Linked DNA regions of Mus musculus: all the other regions are linked to region 1. A link is a contact called in public HiChIP or PLAC-seq data. All regions are on one chromosome and are shown on one strand. The core of a region is the stretch at or near the end of the contact, and the rest is flanking DNA. Distances in the headings are between cores, read along the strand shown.

The links. HiChIP or PLAC-seq counts read pairs in DNA pulled down with a chosen protein or histone mark.
Region 2: a contact with region 1 is called in an H3K4me3 HiChIP or PLAC-seq map of bone marrow-derived macrophages, with 5 times the contacts expected there. The contact joins the enhancer-like site here to the promoter of Nup35 in region 1. A contact is called at or near these places in 1 of 39 promoter capture datasets (embryonic stem cells), 13 of 484 Hi-C or Micro-C datasets (the G1E-ER4 cell line, LSK cells, bone marrow-derived macrophages and 8 more), 4 of 115 datasets of contacts at active chromatin or transcription factors (bone marrow-derived macrophages, embryonic stem cells and extraembryonic endoderm stem cells) and 3 of 9 other capture datasets (adipose tissue, liver and pancreatic islet).
Region 3: a contact with region 1 is called in an H3K27ac HiChIP or PLAC-seq map of extraembryonic endoderm stem cells, with 6 times the contacts expected there. The contact joins the enhancer-like site here to the promoter of Nup35 in region 1. A contact is called at or near these places in 1 of 39 promoter capture datasets (embryonic stem cells), 50 of 484 Hi-C or Micro-C datasets (the AML12 cell line, B cells, the Ba/F3 cell line and 26 more), 7 of 115 datasets of contacts at active chromatin or transcription factors (bone marrow-derived macrophages, differentiating embryonic stem cells, embryonic stem cells and 2 more) and 3 of 9 other capture datasets (adipose tissue, liver and pancreatic islet).

The regions. Positions count from the first base shown.
Region 1 is chr2:80,637,228-80,641,547 of GRCm38.p6, forward strand. Nup35 (nucleoporin 35) reads left to right here and starts at 1,585. Exons shown (of 9, transcript NM_027091.4): 1 at 1,585-1,705. The coding sequence starts at 1,666.
Region 2 is chr2:80,353,721-80,358,352 of GRCm38.p6, forward strand. Dnajc10 (DnaJ heat shock protein family (Hsp40) member C10) reads left to right here. Exons shown (of 23, transcript NM_024181.2): 23 at 1-335. Among named protein-coding and RNA genes, the nearest start is that of Gm13752, 35 kb to the right of the region's middle. Within about 2 kb of position 3,376, at least 5 of the 459 cell types and tissues checked have an H3K27ac peak or open chromatin away from gene starts, as enhancers often do. A contact at or near this core is called in bone marrow-derived macrophages, where this site is marked.
Region 3 is chr2:80,336,087-80,340,835 of GRCm38.p6, forward strand. Dnajc10 (DnaJ heat shock protein family (Hsp40) member C10) reads left to right here. Exons shown (of 23, transcript NM_024181.2): 14 at 4,387-4,514; 15 at 4,726-4,749. Among named protein-coding and RNA genes, the nearest start is that of Dnajc10, 23 kb to the left of the region's middle. Within about 2 kb of position 2,880, at least 18 of the 459 cell types and tissues checked have an H3K27ac peak or open chromatin away from gene starts, as enhancers often do. A contact at or near this core is called in the AML12 cell line, Sertoli cells and extraembryonic endoderm stem cells, where this site is marked.

The sequences.
Region 1 (4,320 bases), core at 335-2,834:
GGAAGGGGCAGAGTCTGTATAGCTTTTGCTCTCCTGGAACTCACTATATACAGACCACGATGACTTTGAACTTGCAGAGATCCACTTGCCTCTGCCTCCTGAGAGCAGGAATTAAAGTTGTACAGCATTGCATTCAGCACACCCTTTTTAAAAAAGGTAAACTGAACATGTAAGTGGTTTTCAGATTTTAATTCTGGGTGGGTGGGTGGTGGTGCACACCTTTAATTCCAGCACTCTGGAGGCAGAGTCATGGAGGCCAGCCTATTTTATAAAGTGACTTCCAGGACAGCCAGGACTATGCAGGGAAAACAGGTCTCAACTGAACCAAACCAAACAAAATAAAATTGAATTCTAGGAATCTGTCATTTAATATTGGAATCATTGTGAAGACGTGACAGCCAGCTCTAACCCCATGGCGTTGTTGTATTGCCTGTACAGGAAGAAACCGCTGTCTCTCAGTCTGTAATGACACTCTCCTAAGAGCGGTCAAGTCTGTCTAATGATTCATACCTGACTTCTTTGTAGTGACTCACAAATTTAACACAGTATCAGGCTCAAGGCTGTTGGCTTTTGCATTTTTATTTTTATTTTAGATAGAATTCTCTGTGTAACCCTGGCTGTCCTGGAACACCCCTGTAGACCTGGCTGGCTTTGAACTCTTTGATCTGCCTTCCTCTGCCATCCAAGTGCTGGAATTAAAGGCGTGTGCCCCACTGCCCAGCCAAAACTAAATGTATGTTAACACACACATAAGCACATGAATATACATACTCTAAGGAGAGGTAGCAGAGTGAAGAGGAGAGCACACAGATGCCATGGGCAGGATGCCTGTGGCTCCAGGGCTTTCCTTATCATTAACATGGGCAGTGGTGACACATGCCTTTAATCTCAGCACTTGGGAGGCAGAGGCAGGAGGATTTCTGAGTTCAAGGCCAGCCTGGTGTACAGAGTGAGCTCCAGGACAACCAGGTGATGCAGAGAAACCCTGTCTCAAAAAAAAAAAAAAACCAAAAAAACAAACAAACAAAAAAAGCTACAAGAAATGATGATGGAAAACATATTTTGAGAAAAAAAGGCTTATATCAAGTGCAGGAATCAAGTTGAAAGAAAGGAATATATAGTTTCATTAAATGTACTTTAATAGGTGCTAGGGAAGTTGATGCAAAAATCTCACTAATTATCAAGAGAGCAAAGGAATCTTTATGAAGCATTAACAACAACATATTAGGAGGCTTTCCAAGATCTTTTTCTTCTTTTTTTTTTTTTTTTTTTTTAAATTTGGTTTTTCTAGACAAGGTTTCTCTGTATAGCCCTGGCTGTCCTGGAACTCACTCTGTAGACCAGGCTGGCCTGGAACTCAGAAATCCGCTTGCCTCTGCCTCCCAAGTGCCGGGATTAAAGGCGTGTGCCACCACTGTGGTTTACTAGTCTTAGAAGCAGACGTCTCACATTGCTCTCGGTATCCTCATAAAATCTTCCTTAGCATCCCAGACATGGTAAAGAAGGTTGCCCTCTTCCAAAATGGCTGAAGCGCCCTCAGCCTCCGCAGAGAGCATGACCGGAAGTTGCGCAACCCATAAGGCTGAGCGGCTCTTACGGTGATAAGAGTTTCCGCCATTTTTGAAAACTGGGAAGCTCATTGCTGGAGTAGGAGCGGCCGTTGCGATGGCAGCGTTTGCGGTGGATCCCCAGGCGCCCACGTTGGGTGAGTGGACCGCGGCTTTCCCGGCGGCACAGCCAGCGCGCTGTTGACCCGGAGGTGTCACACGCCACGGAGGGAGCGGGGAGCGCTGTGGCCGGTGACATCTGGGCGGTGGTACCCGGGAACCCGGCACGGCGCCCGGCTGCACTGTGGTCACCTGCCCCGTACCCCGAAAGCATGCACGAGGATGGGCGGTGAGCCACTGGTCGCTGTAGTAACCGGTTGCCGCTGGGCCACCTAGGTTTCTAGGTCGGATCTTAATGTCACAAAAGAAATTTGTATATGAATGCATGACCCAGAACCAACCTGGCTCGCCCGGCTCCCCCGCCTTTTACTTTGGAACTTGACTCTATTGGACGACTGCTGATTCTAAAGAATTATCCCCATTATTTGTTGGGGAAACGTTCCGAATATGCCGTATTTGGAGAAAAAACAAACCAATTAACATGTTGATTCTCCACTCCCGCTGAGTTTTGTGAGTAGTGACAATGGTCATATTCTACAACAGAAAACAAACAAAACCTGTCTACAGTTTCCTAGACGTATCGTAGTATTATTAGTTTATAACTCTCTAAGCTTGGTAAAGAGAGTAAGCATTGTATTTATTGTGTAGAACTAACTTTGTAGATTCAAAAGGCATGTAATGCTTGCCACGTTTTGGGTAAAAAGTTGTTTTAAGAATAGAGTTGCAGCCGGGCAGTGGTGGCGCACGCCTTTAATCCCAGCACTTGGGAGGCAGAGGCAGGTGGGATTTCTGAGTTCGAGGACAGCCTGGTCTACAAAGTGAGTTTCAGGACAGCCAGGATTATACCGAGAAAACTTGTATTAAAACCAAACCAAAAAGGGAAAAAAGAATGACATAACTTGATTTTGTTTATCATAAAAACTGAACCAATAATGCTAATAATGTAGATACACTGTTGCATTAAAACTTGTTTTCTGATTTTTTTTTTCATATTATTTAGAGATCAGGGCAGTTCCAGTTTTTCTGTCCAACAGTGACATTTTGGAGAGCATATTTTCAGGTGTAAGAAATGTGAACACATTCTTGTATATTGCCTAGCTTAGGCTCTGACTTTGTCTGATATTAACTGTTCAGAGTCACATGTTGCACGTGTTTTAGGTGTCTGCTGGTCTGACATCCTCTTGGCACCTCACCCAGGCACTCCTCTCTGAGGAAGTCAGTGAAGGAATTAACATTTAGGGGCAGAGATTGAGAAGTGGAATTTCAGACGTGCAGGATGCAGCAATCATTAAGCCTTTATGTTTAGTCATGAAGGAATGGTTAGTGGCAGTCTGGCTTCCTACTTTATCACGGTGTATTTAGGTAGCTGAGTTTTTTCTTGACCTAATTAGATTGTTATATAATGTGCAAGTGTATGGATGTGTTGTGTGTCCTGGGACTGAATTTAGGCTTAATGGCAAGGACTTTGACCCATTGAACCATCTCACCACACCTTGATAACTCTTACAGTTGTCACAGTTTTCCTACCCCTCTTGTAGATGATAGTTGTGATGTTACCAAAACCTTTGTATTTTGTTACAGGTCTTTTCTAAATATCTATTTAGAATATGCTTTTGTTGAGACTTCTGGTTTGAGTTTAACTTACTTTTTTTTTTTTTTTTGAGACAGGGTTTCTCTGTATAGCCCTGGCTGTCCTGGAACTCACTCTGTAGACCAGGCTGGCCTCGAACTCAGAAATCCGCCTGCCTCTGCCTCCCTAGTGCTGGTATTAAAGGCATGCATCACAATGCCCTGTTTAACTTTCTTTTGAGATACGTAGTAGCACTATGTAACATAACTAGTGCTTTACAAAAGAATTACAATTTTCTTTTTACACCTTAGTGTGTGTGTGTGTTTGTGTGTGTGTATACATTTTTCCCCCGAGGGGGAGGGAGGGGTGAGGATGGGAGTTTCAAGACAGGGTTTCTCTATATATATAGCCCCTGGCTGACTGGAACTCACTTTGTTGACCAGCTGACCTCGAACTTAGAGACCTGCCTGCCTCTTTCTCACGAGTGCTGGAATTAAAGGCCACCACCATCCAGCCTTACAGCTTTTTTGATACTTGTTTTATTCTTCTGAGTTATTTTGTTTTTTCATCCCTCTTTTTAAACTTAAACTGTTAGTATCCAGATCTGCATTAATAATGGAAAAAAAGAGGAAGGGTATGCTATTAAAAGCTTTTGAATATCAGAAAACAAGTATTTAGGCTATTTAGAAGTTAAGCAATAGTTAGTAAAAACCACATAACTCTCATACCAGACATCAGACTTCTCTGAATACAATAAATCATACAAAGGCTTACTCCCTAAGCCAGAAAATGAAGTGTTCATCAGTAGACATGCAAGTCTTCGTTACCACTTTACAAAGGTTTTGTATCATAAGATGCTGGTGGATTATGAAGTCCTTACTGAATGTTAGCTATCAGATCAAGTGCTCTGCTTGTGATAAAAGTAATAAAAGCTGTGAGTGGATTCCACCCTTATGCTCATTTTGCTAAGAGAACCTGAGTCTACATCTCTATGTGGCTTATGTCTTTCTTACTGCTTAATTTTACTGAGTCATTCAGTTAGTTTTCTTATTCTAAAAATGGGAATAATCATTGCTGCTGCTT
Region 2 (4,632 bases), core at 2,126-4,625, 280 kb before region 1:
TTTTTCCCCTGTAGCCGTGGTTTTTCCTTCTGTCCAATATTCACTATTCCAATAGGAACAGTAATTTTAGATTTATTTTAATTGGCTCATGATGATGCTGTTTTTCAATTATTGTCTTTTTCAGTAAAGTTTCCATAACAACTGAAGTACTTTTTACTAAAATCAAGCACACAATGGACTCTTCCCATTTCTCAGTTGTTTAGACTCAGAGGGTCACAGGTCCCTGCTGCAACTCCAAAAACAGAGTGACCTCTAGTTCAGTTCTCTCCCGGTGTGTGGGGTGGTCAGAGGATGCCAGTGAATAAAGTCAAATTATTTTTTCTAAAATTCTTTTGAAGATGATTGTTGTGTTTGGAAGATTTTATCACTTTCCCTGCTCCCTAGTCTTGTCTTCATAAAGGCTATGCCATAGGTTTGTGCTAGGGAAAGCAGTGTGCATTAGTTTCCTTTCTACCTCATTCAGATTCTCCTGTGTTTTATTACATTTTAACTCCCTGACTCGGGCTCTGCTGTACATGTGAGCACACATGAGCCTTACCGTTCCTAACGAACTCTGAATCATGACAGGTAACGGCAAAAGCCTTTCATTTATTTAACTTTGACAGCCTAGAATTTCCTTTAAAACTAGCTTGTTTATGCAAAATTCCACAAGTGGAATGCCCAAAGAAGTCTTACTTAGTAAAAGTATTCTAATTTAGTGAACTAGTTACTTGCACACTACTGAACTGGGCAACAGAGGGGTGCACGAAGGGAGCCCACAGACTACCCTCCTGTCACAGTCATAAATAGTGGATAGCTAGCTACTCAGTGCCTACCTATAATTACTTCCTGTACTTGCTGGTAAACATTTTACAGGCAGTACATTAAACAGTAGCTGTTACTTTTGCTTAAGCTGTATGTCTATGGAATGTGCGCTGAACATAGGACCTGCTGCTGGACATGGGGTTAGGTAACTCGGATAATTATTCAGTAGCTGACCTCAGATTCATATTGTGCATTCACAGCAGATGGCTGGCAGGTTGATATTTAAATGGAACACCTCTAAGGAGTATCACGTGTACACTGAAGCAATACTATTTCTCTGTGCAGCTCCTCCTAGCAGAGCAGAGCAAATCCTAGGAGACAGGCTGTGTACAGCCAATTAGAACTTGTTTTGGATACTTGGTTCCTTAATATCTTTTTAGTCGAGAGTATACTGCTACAGGGACTGGGGAGATGGTTCATTGGGTGAAGCACTTGGCCATGCAAGCTTCAGGATCTGAGAACCCAGCTGAAGCCAGGTGAGATGGTAGTGTACTTGTGCCCCTGCTCTTCTGTGCTCTGCCTGCCCTCCAGCCATGCCTTTACAATTCCTGCCATATCAGAGCTTAGAGCCTGGCTTTATGCCCAGCTCTGCATGGATATTTTAATTAACTGCAAGAGTATTCTAATTTTAATTCAAACTACTGTGCTAATAATTTATGGTAAGAGTTATTGAGTAAATTATAATTTCATATGAGATGGTCCAAATAGAAATAGTTCATCATAAAAATAGAAGTAAAACCCCTAAAATACATGTCACACTGAGAAGGGGGGTAAAAAACCCAGAATAACCAGAGTGACTTGGTGAGAGAAGAAACTGGAAAATACGACAAAACCAGACTTCAAAATATACTATTAAGTCACAGTAACGAGAACAGCATTCTGCCAACGTTAAAAACTGTCAGGTCATTGGAAGAGAGGTCCCTGAAATTAAACTACTCATATGGACAACTGGTTTTCACCAAGACTCTGAGAGCATACAGTGGAGAGAAGAATGTCTCCATTATGTCCTAGCAAAACTGAATACACATGCAGAAGTAGCCTCAGATTTTGTAATTACTATCAGGAAATATAGAGGGAACACTTCAAGATAGTAGTATAGCAATGACTTTTTAAATAAAGACACCAAAGGCATGGGCACAAATAGATGAAACTATATTCTACTAAAAAGCTGTATAGCAAAGGAAATAATTGAGAGAAAACAGTATAGCATATGGAAGTGCAAGCTTTATCTGTGAAGTATTTCACTAATGTCCAGATTGTAAAGAAAAATTCAAAGCAGGATGAAAATATGACCTGTCTGTGTAGTCAACAGTAAGAACTGCTCAGCCTCACTACTGAAATGCAACCCAAAACCAGAGATCACAGTGGCACATAGCGTCTACCTGTTTTAGTGGCTGTCATCACCAAGGAATATAAGCATCATGGCACTTGACAGAACATCATTCGGCTGTTGAAAGCAACACGCGGAGAAGTGGAGTTCACTCTACTAAGTGAAGTAAGCCAGGCACAAAGAAATACCACGTCTTTCTTTCTTGTGAAAAGTAAGGCCTCTAGAAGAGCAGAAGTGGCCACTGTGCCACCGCAAACCAAAGAGAAGAAGCAGCAGAAGTGGCCACTGTGCCACCGCAAACCAAAGGGAGGGAGACCAAGAGAAGTAAAAAAGAACGGCCGGTCAAATAGTGTTTCTTTTGGTTCCTTGGCAGTGATGTGGATAAAGTGCCCTAAATGAGAGCAGGTGTGGTGGTTTTGAGGAGTTAAAGGCACCTGCTTTGAACCTATCCCCCACCCCCAGCTCCCCATCCCTACCCCCACAACCTGAGTTCAATCCCCAGGACCCACGTGGTAGAAGGAAAGAACTGACTCCCTTATGGTGACTTCTGGCCTCCCTGTGTGTGCCATGGCACGTGCATGCCCACACACAAATACAAACACAAAGTAAATAGTCTTTTTTTAAGTCTGCAATACACTTCGGTGGACTAAAGGGCAGGAAACCGACACACAGGAAAGCTTACTGCTTGGACAGGAGAATGGAGCACTGTATACCACATATATAATTGCCATGCCCAGAAAAGTGCAAATGCCACCAAAAAAAAAATGTATATCAGTGATGGTTGCTGTTTAATTAGTACCCCCCTCACAATGCCTAACAGTATTGTGATCGGTGTTTTTACGATGTTTATTAGAAAATCGAATGTATCTTTGCCTATGAAGCCACACCTACTCCTTTGAAAAACACTTTCTCCATTTTCCTAACCTTTTTCCTTCCTCTAACAGGCTTCCCTGTGGGTTTTTATTAGAAACATCAGGCTCCAGTAGGTGGCAGTGAAAAACAAGAAGAGACTTCATTCCACCTATGGGGGGGGGGGGGGGATAGTCTTTTCTACTTCAGGCAGTTCTGTGGAGTCAGGCCCCTCGTTTGCATTGTTTTCTAGCTAAAAGGACCCTGAATATCAAGTGTTGACTGTGAAATTGTAAACAAGCTGACGTTTGTGATCTGCTGTAACATGACTAACATGTAACAGCACACAGGCACACAGCTACTGTAGCGTGCTACACTCTGTCCATGCCATGAAGCAAAGCAGACTCCCATTGACGAAGAGCGCAACCACATTAACATCTGTCACTTCCCAAGATTTACAACAGTCATCAAATTGTACTGATGCTTTTTTTTCAAAATTCTCAGAATTTTCTGTGCTTCCTAATGTTCTTTTAAACTCATGACAATCTCATTCTCAGTTATGAAGGACTGTTGCTCTAAAAATGAAGTTCCTGTCTTGTGACCCAGTTCCTTAGTGTGTTTGCTAATTTTGCTTACTTTAACTGTCTGTACCATGACGACTTAATTTACTAAGTAGAAAAAATGTATAGCAGGAAAAAAAATGTTCTGCCAACTTCATCAGCTAGTCGTATAAATAAAATACATGTTTTTTTTTTTAATGTGCAGACAAAAACCAAAATGGAAAAAAAATTTATGAAATGAAAGGATTTTTTATCATATCATCCAAATATACTATGTATACTTCTTGGGTCTGGTTCGCACACACACACACACACACACACACATACAGAGAACTGGGCTGCAGATATAGCTCAGTCGTAGATTTTTTGTTTTGTTGTTGTTGTTTTGTTTTGTTCTTTTGGTTTTTCGAGACAGGGTTTCTCTGTGTAGCCCTGGCTGTCCTGGAACTCACTCTGTAGACCAGCCTGGCCTCGAACTCAGAAAACCGCCTGCCTCTGCCTCCCAAGTGCTGGGATTAAAGGCGTGAGCCACCTGAGCAGGCACAAGGCCCTGGGATAGACCTACCCTCCACCCTACCCCACCCCTCAAAAAAAGTGGGAGGTGGCAGGGGCAGGAGGGGAAGAAACAAAATTGTAATGGATATTTGATAAGGGTATCTTGTTTTTCAGTAGGTTGATTTTTTTTTATGATAACAATGTCCAAGACTTGCTTCAAAATAGAATACAAAGGAAACAAAAATGGTTATGGGCGAGTGTCTTAGTTCAGGTTTTATTGCTGTGAACAGACAGCATGACCAAGACAACTCTTATAAGGACAACATTTAATTGGGGCTGGCTTACAGGTTCAGAGGTTCAGTCCATTATCATCAAGGCAGGAGCATGGCATCACCCAGCAGGTATGGTCAGGAGGAGTTGAGAGTTCTACATCTTTATCTGAAAGCTGCTAGAAGAATATTGGCTTCCAGGCAGCTACGATGAGGGTCTTAAAGCCCACGCCCACATGGCACACCTACTCCAACAGGGCCACACCTTTTAATAGTGCCACTTCCTGAGCCGAGCATATACAGATCATCACAATGAGTCAGATAG
Region 3 (4,749 bases), core at 1,630-4,129, 300 kb before region 1:
AAATTAGTTTATTGTCAAAGCAAACAGCCCCTGTGGTCTCTATATCACACGCCATGCCTGCTCTAGACCTCAGGCCTGACTGCTTTGTCTCTTGAATTCAGAATTATGTTTCTGATGTCCTGAAGACATGCAGGTAAATGAGTAACAGATACTAACCTGATGCCTCTCCCTTGAGCTTTACCTATGGAACTGCTTCAAGTGAGAGGTCACAGAGTTGTAAGACATGAAACAGTCTATTTCTGTAAACAGACAGCATTTCCCAGACAACTTAGAAGAAAGTATTGGCTTGCTTACAGTTTCTGAGGGTTAGTTCATAACCATGATGGAGGGTGGAGGTAGGCAGTCATGATGCTAGAGCAGAATCCGAGAGCTCGCTCACATCCACTCCCCACGGGCTTCAGGAAGAGAGAGAACAATGAGGTTGGGCCTGGGCTGGGCTTTTCAAACTTCAAATTCCACCTCAATGACACACCTCCAACAATGCCACTCTTCCTAATCCTTCCCAAATAGTTCGAGACACTGGAAACCAAATATTCAAATATGTCAGCCTATGGGGGCCATTTTCATTCAGACCATGAAAGCAGTGCTCTGAAGAAGTTTAGATGGCAGTGTGATAGGGACAAGAGAGAGATCTCTAAGGAAAACATGAAAAATGCTCAGTATATATAAATCTTAACAAGACCAGTAGTATTTGTCTATAGCATAGGTCAAGTGACAATATTTGAATTGAGCATAAACTGCTCACCTACTAAAAGCAAATATGGAAGTAAAAGAAATAGGGTCCTTTAGGCTAAAGCAGCAGTTCTCAACCTGTTGGTCCCAGCCCTTTGGCAAATCTCTATCTCTAAAAATAGTTATGATTCATTACAGTAGCAAAATTATAGTTACAAAGTAGCAACAAAAATAATTTTATGGTTGGGGCCCATGAGGAACTCTTAATAAAGGGTTATTTCATTAGGAAGGATGAGAAGTACTGGGCTAAAGGAACTGTGTGAACAGAAGTGTAACGAGATGACCCTGACTCCCAGTACTGTTGACAGTCAGATAAGGGCCTCCTACAGGGGAACTGTTGGCTTCTTCATAGCTTCCAGTGAAGGGAAGACTGAAGTTGAAAGTGTATGTAAGTTGCCCCAACTCTGCCAAGTAGACTTTTATGTGCACATGTGCCTTCACTCAAAAACCAAAGCTTAGGACTCTAAGCTGTTAGAGCCTCACAGCAAGATAGGTTTTACTGTGAGCCATGCTAGCCTGAAACTCGAAGTATCCCAAGCTGAAACTTCCCTTGAACCTCCTCTTCCTCTGCCCTCTTCCTGCCTTGCCCTCTGTATAGGTTTGGAGCAGTGTGCCCAGGTTGGAGTTACATGTGTTATGTGTTACCTGTGAAGTGTTCCTCGTAGCTTCTCTGCTGACTCCTTGTTTCCGGTCCATCCTCACTATGTGTACAGCTGCTTCCTGCTGTTTGCACTTAGGACCTAGCACAGCCTTTTCATGCCACTGCTCTGCCTTTTGAGTCTTCTGAAGACTCAACTTCACACTCCTTAGTATGGCAACAATGGCATTCTCTGTTTTGCTCACTGTTCTGTCTCCAGCACTTAGAATAATGCCAGATATACATAGTAGGAACTGTGTAGAGTTGTTAAATGAGCGGGGTGCTTTCATTCCTGTTTCGCCTGTGTTCTTAGCCTCATCCCCAACCTCCGTTCCATCAAATATTCTTAGTTTCAACTCCTTTTGAATCCTTGGACATGTCACGTTCTTCCAGTCCTTTATGCCCTCACACATGACCCTACCTTGTGAATTTTAAGTATTCCTTCCTATTCCTCCAGAGAGTCAGCAAACTCCAAATTACACCTTCACAACTTACCCTTCTTCCCTAGGAAGCACACAGAATGTATAAGCACTTCTCTTTGTGTTAATAAAAACTATAATACACTTTGCACTCAGCACCTTTGTGTCGGTATATAATACACAAAATGGGGAGAGGGGCAAGTGAGCTCTTTTTAACCTGTGCCCTAAAGATTTTATAGACTTGGAAAGAAAGCAGACAGGTAAATGGACAGTTTTTAAATGTTTGGGTGTGATGAAGTATCCATTACCCAAACAACTGTTTCTTGGTTAGGAGTCTGGGAACAGGTTATCTTAGTTTCTCTGTGATCCTGCAGTCAAGGTAGATGAAGGCCATCTGAAGGTTGGCTGTAGCCACCACATGAGGATTCAGCATGGCGTGTGGGATCATTGAAAAGCTTCATGTGGCAGGCGGCCGTGGTTCTTCTTGTGGCTCTGTGGGGTACTTACAGTGTGGGAGCTAACTAACCCAAGAGGAAGTAACCTGAAAATGAGAAAGCCAGCCAGAAGGAGCAGTGACTCTTATAACCTGGGAGCGCGTAAGATCACGGTCACATTCCACTGGTCACATATGCCAGCACTTGTACATGAAGTAAATGTCACTGGAGCTGCCTTGGAAAGAAACTGGCTATCAGAAAATAAGTGTACTTATGAAAAAAAACTGAGGTAGAACAATCTTGGGAGATCAGAGGAAGGTCTAAAAGTAATCTCCATGTAAGATGTAAACAATGGTTACCCAGAGAAGAGGTGAAACACATTCCAAATACTGAGTCGATTTATTCACAGGCCTGAGATAATAGAGCCCTGTTGGCCTTAAACCAGCAGGAGTTTAAAGATGAGAAAGTTCATTCTTGAAGAAAACAAAGATGCAGATTATCTCTGATCTTCTGGAGAAAGGAATTGGAATTTTATCGTGAAAGACAACAGAATGATACTTGATTTTACTTGATTTTAGATAAGTTACAGGCTGCTCAGAGTGGGTAGGAAGCAAAATTGGAAAGAAAAGTCAGGCAGCTGCTGGTTAGTCATTTAGGTTGACTATAGAAAATGCCATAGATAAGTGATCGTAGCCAAGAAAAATAATGAAGGTCAGTAGGCCAGTTTCAACCGTTTGGAAGCTCAATGTAATTTGGTTATTGTTAGGAAATAGGAAATTAAGAGGGAAGAGTCAGGGGCTGGAGAGATGGCTCAGCAGTTAAGAGCACTGACTATTCTCCCAGAGGTCCTGTGTTCAACTCCCAGTAACCACATGGTAGCTCACAACCATCTGTAATGAGACCTGATGCCCTCTTCTGGTGTGTCTGAAGACAGCGTCAGTGTGCTTACATATACATATACATATAATAAATAAATAAATAAATAAATAAATAAATAAATAAATAAATAAGAGAGAGCGAGAAGAGTCAGGCACTTCTCATCATTGTATTTAGTGACACGTACTTTGAGTCATTGGATCTTTCCATGTGGAAGAGGATACTGAATTAAGAGTTGACCAGAAGTAGAATGTGCAGGTCACAGTTGAATGTACACGTTGGCTGCAAGAAATTTAAGCCAAATATGAAGACATTAAGTTGTATATTAATGGCTAGGGCCTGAGTGAGTTTGAGTTAGTGTGAGTAAAGAAAGAGAATCCGTGGTCAGAAAGAAAAGTGTGAAACAGTTCAAGCACCAGCACTCAAGAAAATGGGCAGGAGAGTATACTGTCACGTGGCACTCGCAATGTAAACAGTGGTCAACTAACTTCTGTTGCCCATGACCTTAAAAGGAGGCGTTTTCTCTTTTTCTGTTTGCCATGACAATATAAATGTCTGACTCACAGGGCTCAACTTACTTTTGACTGTTCAATCAATAAGTCACAAGACACTTGGAAAAATAGAGCCTCTTGTAGACAAGAAAGGTCTGCCAGCCCAAGGACTGTAGCAAATCATTAAAAGCATTTAAGTTTCTTTTTCTCTTCTTTTTTCTTTTTTTTTTTTTTAAGGGCAACTCTGGTAGCAATAGGAAACCGGGTTCATTCAGGAATGCTGAGGCCAAAAATACTAGTGTGACTACAGCAGTAGCTGTAGGCATGGTGCTAGGGCAGGAAATGGAATTGACACGATCATTCAAGAATCATACACAAGAATCCCTCTGGAAAGTCCCATTTAGGCACCTGGGTAATGATCATAGCAAGTCAGTGTGAGAAAAGAATACATGTAACCCATTACAATTGAGATACTATGTTTCCAACATCAAGTACATGGTCCCACTGGACATTTTGTAACAGTTTGGATTCAAGAGAATTCTAAAGTGATAGTTGTACTTCTGATGGTGAGAAAGCATACCATAGAGGTCTGGTCATTTAACTAGTCTAAGAAACAAAAGAACATAGAGTAGACGGGGATTCCCGGCAGGCCAAGGTGAAGGTAGAGAACACAGAAACCTCACCAAAACCGGTACACCCATAGGCCCGTCTTTCTTTCTTAAATATTTTAAATATAAAAATTGGGATGTTTCTTTAGATACAAGACAGCACGTATTTTAATTTTTCTCAAATTTTAGGAAAGAAGATTCTATACGATATACTTGCTTTTGCCAAAGAAAGTGTTAATTCTCATGTTACCACACTTGGACCTCAGAACTTCCCTGCAAGTGACAAGGAACCATGGCTTGTTGACTTCTTTGCCCCTGTGAGTTCTTTTTATCTGTCAAGTTTCAAAAAGCCTTTTTCTTGACAACATGAAGGCTAGTACTAGAGTTGTCCCGGCCTTGCCACTCCTTCTGGGCTCTCCCAGGACAGTGACAGGCAGAACGCGCCACTGGACTGTGTGTCAGTAGCAGGGGCCGTGCAGCTCCTCCCTTCCTGAGTCTGGCTGCTCATCCTTACCCCTCTCTTCCCAGTGGTGTCCGCCATGTCGTGCGCTT